2 separate regions of the Mus musculus genome follow, and region 2 is linked to region 1. A link is a contact called in public promoter capture Hi-C data. All regions are on one chromosome and are shown on one strand. The core of a region is the stretch at or near the end of the contact, and the rest is flanking DNA. Distances in the headings are between cores, read along the strand shown. Region 1 has its middle 18 kb from the start of Prss23. Region 2 holds the start of Picalm (phosphatidylinositol binding clathrin assembly protein).

What was found. Promoter capture Hi-C pulls out the DNA fragments that hold promoters and counts their contacts.
Region 2: a contact with region 1 is called in a promoter capture Hi-C map of pre-B cells, with 2.1 times the contacts expected there. The contact joins the promoter of Picalm here to the enhancer-like site in region 1. A contact is called at or near these places in 3 of 39 promoter capture datasets (the 3T3-L1 cell line, hippocampal neurons and pre-B cells), 1 of 484 Hi-C or Micro-C datasets (gonadal supporting cells), 1 of 115 datasets of contacts at active chromatin or transcription factors (large pre-B cells) and 1 of 9 other capture datasets (adipose tissue).

What each region holds. Positions count from the first base shown.
Region 1 is chr7:89,498,100-89,501,740 of GRCm38.p6, reverse strand. No RefSeq gene overlaps it. Among named protein-coding and RNA genes, the nearest start is that of Prss23, 18 kb to the left of the region's middle. Within about 2 kb of position 2,065, at least 51 of the 459 cell types and tissues checked have an H3K27ac peak or open chromatin away from gene starts, as enhancers often do. A contact at or near this core is called in adipose tissue, where this site is marked.
Region 2 is chr7:90,128,322-90,131,962 of GRCm38.p6, reverse strand. Picalm (phosphatidylinositol binding clathrin assembly protein) reads right to left here and starts at 1,750. Exons shown (of 20, transcript NM_001360867.1): 1 at 1,261-1,750. The coding sequence starts at 1,390. 2310010J17Rik (RIKEN cDNA 2310010J17 gene) reads left to right here and starts at 2,027. Exons shown (of 3, transcript NR_046007.1): 1 at 2,027-2,091.

The DNA of each region.
Region 1 (3,641 bases), core at 816-3,315:
CCCAGCTTGTCTTGGCTGCCTCAGACATGTCTGAAGCAGAGACTTGATCCCATTTTGTTTCCCCTTGACTAGAACTCGGTCACTAGAACCCCAAATTTCATTTTCTAACCTTTGAATCATATATATATACATATATATATATACATACATATATATGCATATGTATATATATGTATATATATATATATATATACACACACATACACACACACACACACACATATATATATGATATATATGTATGATATCCAATATATTGATCAAGTTTCTTCTCCATTGCTCTCCAGGCTCATACGGTCTGACTTTCAGCTAAGCCCTACTGAACATACCTGTGTTTTTTATCTTTGGTCATTGGTCAAGCTCCCCTCCTCTTAGCTTGCCCTTTCCCATCTCTCCAGGCATAATTACTTACCCAGCAAACAATCTACAATGGGTACCAGTCCCACCCCCACACTCATCCCAGAATTGCAGAGAGAACGTTGCACATCTGTGTGTTCAAGATGCTTGCGTGTCACTATAGTAAAGACACTGTCCCTATTTCCCAGGGCTCAGGGATCACCCTCTCTACAGAACTATCTTGGCATCAATGACATGTAATTACCACTCTGTGAGTTAAACTAGCTGAGAATCTCCCATACACTTTAATAAATCTCCCAGTTAGTGTCCAGCCTCACCGCTGCATTTCCTTTCTTGGATTTATTAATACCAGTTCTATATCCAGTTCCCCGATGGGAAAAAATGCCATGTTTGGCAAAGCAGTGTGACCCAAGCGTGACTAATGTCCTCTGTGGATAAGCCATTCTGGGACACAGAACATTTTCCTTTTAAAATGGCATGCTTTACTACTCCCAGATAATTGCCAGGGCAGTCCAACGCAAAGATAGGAAACTCCACAAAATATCTCATCTTGCTTTCCCACTGTAGCAAAGATGTTTGTCGGCCAGCTACAGCAGAGTACCAGGAAGAATCATTCTGTACTGATCACCTCAATTGTGACTGTTCTTCTGTTCCATAAAGTCTCTAACGCCCCTGCTCTGTTCTTTTGGAGTTCTTAAATATAGAAAAATGCCATCAAGACTTACTGGGAGAAAGGGGAATTTAAATCGAAAAATCTAATTTTTCATGAGAGTTGTGGAAAAGGCTAAAACATTGTGATCACACTTGAATCTATAAACCTGGGCATTAACACGTGTAATTCCTTTCAGTTTATTGTTTACCAAACAGCCAGCGTTGGGTAATAAACACTCGCTAAGCGTGCTCAGATTTTCTTTACTCTCTGTCACTTTATATCTACCATTAATTAAATGTCCTTCCCATTTGCGAGCATTTCAAAGTTTCCCACTGCCCTGGAGAAGGAATTTAAAACCGTCAGGTGCACTACTCTAGCGCTGCAGTTTCTCCTGATAGCACAATTCTGTTTAGAGAGTTGTTGCTTAGTGTTTCTGACCAGTTAGGAGGAATTCCCAAGTCAAGAGTAACCTTGGGTAAAAATCAACATGTTGAAATATCACCTTGTTCTGCTTACTGCGTGATCTCAGCTTTCCTCGAATAGTATAGAAAGCAACTTTTCTCGGCCGCCGCTGCTTTTCCCCCATTCTTGGGTTGCCCCCTAGTGGTTTCCTTGACTTATAACTATGCTGCTCTCCTCCAATTCTCCGAACCCAAAAGGGACTTTCTGGTGGCTCTACTAAGTATTTGATTTAACTTTGTCTTTTCCACATCTTCTCCCATTTACAAAGGGGACATCCAAACACAGCCTCTCCCTTTTCCCTTGAAGGTAAGCAATGTGCAAAGTAGTCCAGGCACTTTGTGACGATCGATGCATTCTACTGACCGCGGTGAAATCCTTCCTAGAAGTTTCCATTGTGGCTTTGCTTCAGCGCTGTTTTCCACTTGCCTGGCGTTCACTTTCTCTGTCAACATTGGCGTGATGCCAGGTAATCTAGGGGTGCATGGATGACTTAAAGGCTGTGTTGCACTTTGAAAATGCCAATTATATATGCTGAATGCAGCTGGGCGCGAGTCCCATACTCTCATCCATAATAAACAAGTTAGCACTCTGGGGGCTCCCCCGCAGTTGGTCCCAGACTTCTTGGCTCCATCTGGATAGTTGGAACTGTGACTTGTTCACGCCCAACCATTTGAGCTTCATCCAAATGCCTTGGAAAGCCTTTGAGATCCTGTAGAAAATGAAGGAGAGGCCTGATCTGTGAGTGTCAATGCCTGACTCTCTGCTGGATGTTAGATCCCAGACATCTGTACCAGGAAGCTCAGTGCAGCAAACATTACTAATTTAAAGCCTTATTGGCTCATTAAAGAGTACCAAGAAGTTCTCAGAATTTAAAATGGTTTTATTAAAAGATTTTTCAAGAAAAATCTTACTTTTGTTAAAATCTAAATTGTAAGAGGACAGTCGATCACACAAGCTGATGCTATTTCCTCTCCAGCAACACAGGGTCTGCAGAATTGGATTAGAGACTTCTCCCAGCAAGGTTGGAGTACTGGGGATGGAGAGATGATTAGGGACACCTGCTGCTCTTGACAAGGACATTGGTCCAACTCCTAATACTCACATTGGCCAGTTCTCAATGGCTCACAATCACCGGTCACTCCAATTCCTTGGGATTCAACACCCTCTTCCTGTCCTCTGTGGGCATCTATATGGACATGGCGCATATACATACACGCTGGTAAGCACATACACTCAACATTTAAGAGTAGAGTGAGTATAAAGCAATCAGTGGGGTAACAGTACATGGTAGGAGGATACTTACTTCTTTGTATTTATAGAACGTGCTGTGTGCAAGGCACTCATTTAGGTAAAACTGAAATGGTGCATGCCCTTGTGAACGTCACATAACCACTTCCAATGAGATAACATATGAAAAATGACCTCATCTTTAGAGATGTGCACAGTCCAGTAAGATAAGGGATCTTGTGTTCTACATGACTGTGGAAAGGAGAGCCAGGATCAATGCACGGACCCTAAGGGACACCTGTTTGTCTTCAATGAAAGAAAGACTCAGTTACAATCAGCACTGGCCACAAACAGAGTGACCAGCGGCTATAGGGAACGAAGGGGCATGGCCTGCATGGTTCCTCTCGGTGGAAACAGTTTGTAAGATATTTGGAACTTAGTACAGAGAATTTCTGCAATGTTATCAAGGAGGGAATAGGTGGAATCCATGGTTCCTTCTGCTACTCAGTTTCAACACACTGGGGATGTGATGGAAACTGGGTCATTGCCATGGCTGGATGTCTTGTTAACAAGGGATCGCGAGAGCATAGCTATAAGATCTGTTCTCGATCACAACGACCAAGAGCCACAGATTGCTGACGTCTTCTGCCTCTAGCAATTAAGTGCCTGACTCTGGATCTGCCCAGGCTCAGGCAGGGGCCAGGGTAGGGGAGATCCTGTCAGGCTTCTAAAAACTAGGAGTCTGCATCTAAGCAACCAGTCACAAACATGAGGTGGTGTGGGTAATAGTATACATATGATTCATTTAGCTCTTATTTTTCTTACTTTAATATTTCCAATCATAAAAAATATGGAAAAAATAAACATCCTTAATTCTGTCTTATAGATGAGCAGACTGAGGAGCTGAGAAATTAACAGAAATTAATTAATAGTGCTATACAGC
Region 2 (3,641 bases), core at 501-3,000, 630 kb before region 1:
TTTACTATCCTTGCTATATCCCTATTTTTTCCTGAAACATTCCACTGACTCAAGGACTGAGTGATCCACTGAGCTTTGTACCCTAGGGCAAAGGAGCAACAAGAAAAAGGAGGTGGTTTTACAGGTGGCTCCTAGGTTAGAAAGCAACTGGGAGGAGTCCGCTCTATTAACTGTACCTAAGTTTATGCTGGAGTTACATTATGCCGCTTAAGCAAGATAGTTATCCAAAATACAGCTAGCATAAATTAAAACGTTTCCAAACCTGATTATTTGTACTTAAATATATTGATCCATTTCGAACCGCTACACATCACACTCAAGCTTCTAAATTCAAACCACCAATGTTAACAGTTCCAGGAACTGATACCAAAACCAGCAAAGCCCTTATCCATATCCTCATATGGATTACAAAAGGGGGGGGGGGGTAGAACATGCACAACACACAACTTCAAAACTCAGACAATATAATGATGGCAAATAAAAATAGTAACTTCCCACAAAGCCTTCCCCACACCACACTGAATCCCTTTGTTTCTACTCCCCACAAGCGTAAATGGAATAAAAGCCGAGTAACTGGGCATAGTATTGAAAGAAGGAGGTGACAAGAAGTCAAAGGAACTTAACGGAAGCTAGAATGGCAAAGATGACCGAAAAGGTAGATAGAAAGGTAGAAAAGGAAACCACAAAGAAATGGGAGGAGGGGAAAAACACTTCAAGAGCTGAGAAGTGACAGAAATCTGGTCCCACCAAGCAGAGTTAGTACGGAAATACGAAAAAAAAAAAAAAAAAAAAAAAGAAAGGAAAGGGAATTTTAAAAAGCTAATGGAACAATGGGGCGGTGAGCCTGAGTCCTGGAGACATTAGCCGGGGAATCACTGAGCGGACGGCTGCTAGGAGGTACGGGACGGGTGGGATGGAAGGGCAAAAGGGGCTGCAGTAGCTGGGAGAGGAGTCTGAGTGAGGAGCTGGGTGGGAGGCAAGTTGGTGGAGCGCGATGGGCTTGGTGGTGCCGGGGGCTAGGAGGCGAGGGTCTCAGGGGATCTCTGGGGGCGCAATGGATTGTCACATTTTTTTTCTCTCTTTTGAGAGAAGAGCAGAGGCCGTTAAAGGCAGGTGTGATGGGAGCAGAAAAGAACACACAGCTCGACCAGGCACAGGAGCCATCGTGCAGATAAGACGCAGGGAGGGAAGAGGCAGCCCAAGAGAGAGAGGAGGACGATGGAGAGGGGTCGGGAGAGGATGCGGGGGGTCTTCACTCACAGTCCAGGTGCTTTTTCTTGGGGCCCATGATCTCGTGGGTCGTGGCCTTGCATACTGTCTTAGATACCGCGGAGCCAGTGACACTGTGCTGGGCCGCGGTGATTCGGTCCGTCAGGCTCTGGCCAGACATCTCTGCGGCTCGTCCGCCACCCCTTCCGCTCCGCAGCCGGCGGGGCCTGGGACCCCCAAGCGCCCGAGGGTCCCCACCCCCCACCGCACCCCCTACCCCCACCGGCTCCCCGCCCGCCTGCCGGCCTGGGGCGGGGCTCAGGGCCGCGCGCCGCCACCCGCTCCGAGAGCCCCGGCTCGCGTGTTCCCCCGGCGGGCTCCCACACCAAGTCGGGGCCACTCCCGGGTCCCGCGCCTCAGCCTCGGCCCACCCCTTCCCTGGTCAGCTGGAGCCCGACCGGGTAAGAGGGCCAGGCAGCTGCAGGAAAATGGCGGCGCCAGGCTCCTCCTCGGAGCTTTCCGGGCTGCCCCTAGGTCACGTGACTCGGGTTCCGCCCCCTGCTCGCTTCCTCCCGCCCCTTCTCCCTTCCCTTTCCTCTCCGGCGCGCCCCCCTCCCTCGCTCCGGCGAGGGAAGAGCGGGGCGGCGCCCGCGCGCTACGTGGTGGAACCCGCCCGGCGGGCGCAACAGGAGGCCCGCCCGCGGGGGACGGCGCGGCCCGCCGCGTCACGTGACGCGCCCTGCCAACAGGTCGCCCGAGGCAGGGCCCCGCGTGTCGTAGGGGGGCGGGGGGGAGGGGCGGCCCGCTGCGCCCCTCTTTCACCCCGGAGGCGAGGACGCCCGCCCTCGTGTCAGAGGCTGACGCCGTGGGCTTGACAAAGAGGTGAGGCAGCTGCTGCCTGTGCGTAGTTTTCACCCCGAACTGGAGGTGCCTGGGCTCCGGGGCTTCGCCTCGCTCAATTTGGCGCCGACCCCACGGCCCTCCTCCTGCCTTAAAGAAAACGGCTCCAGCCAGTCTCTTTCTGAGCCTACACACAGGCCTCTTCAAATGCACCCCGCTCTCCCTTTTAGTAACAGGGCTTTGGGGCTTTTTTTTTTTTTTTCACCCCCTCGTCTTCTTTGAGAGTGTTGGAAACGTCACCTAGTTTTGTTTATCTCGACTTACTAAGAGTCGCCACGTTCCTGCCAGTCTAAATTTAGATAGAAGCCAGCCCGGTATTCATTCTCTGCGGTGTCAAATACGACAGGAAACACATAGCTTCAGTGGAATTTGAAAAGGGAAGTAGTAGGGTGATGTCAACAGTGATTAACTTGACCCTACAAGGCTGACAACCAGCGAGATTAAAGGTCCACACCATAGAAGGAAGTGAGACAGCTCGGTAAAAGGAGAAGTCCCATTCAGAGTCAGACATCAGTACCTGCGATCTCCCCTGGTTTAGCCTTTCTTCCCTTTGGCCTCTTTTCTCCTCTTGTGTGAGCCAGATTTCCATGGAAAGATATTGACTCTGCCCTGTAGGCATTTTAGACCAGTATTACATCCCGAGACTTAGATCTATGAAATCCAGAAGATCTATGAACAAAGCCTTTTTAAATGTTACTAGTGCTCCACATTTAACTCAAGAGTTAGGGATAAATTTTAAATTCTCTGTGAATGTTAAGTTACCATCATGGTTCTATGTAATCTTGCTAGTTTCAAATGAGATTCGAGCGTACTCAAAATCTGTGTACACCATCTGCCAACCAAATCTAGAATATTGCGCTTAAATCTGTTAACTCTCAACGGATGAAAAGCTAATAGATGTTTAAAATTGTGTGTGGTATGAGGAATTCTGTGGTCTCTTCACATTCCCTTTCTATCTCACACGCCATTCTGAAGCACGGTGATTTTGGCAAGAACTCACAATTCTTATTAAGGCTGCAGGTTTCATTCTTGTCACACCAGCTTGAGAATTCACAAAACTGTAAAACTCCCTTTGGTGCATCTGCATTCCATTTGTAATTTGGTACCCTGTGTTTATCAGGCAGTGGAATGACCGGGAATTTTTGTTTGGTTGGTTTTTGTCTGTGGTGTGTACTCATGTATGCATGTTCACGTGACCCACATGTGTGTGCAAGTTTTAATCCATTATAATTTCTTTTATTCTCAAACTATTCTACTAATTTCTTAGCTAATTTCTTTATCATTGTTTAACCAACTATCCAGTTAATATTTTCTGAACCTATAGTGGGATTGTTTTTGCACTAAAATTGTCTAGTAACTCTCTAAAGATTGTGTCTCCACAATGTGCCCACCCATGCCCTACCCCCATACCACCAATTAATATGTTGAATTTTAATCCTCAAGAGTGTTAAGATGTGGCCTAATGGGAAGCATTTAAATCATACACGGATTAATACTAACTATAAAAGTATTTGAAGTTCCTACTCTTTTCT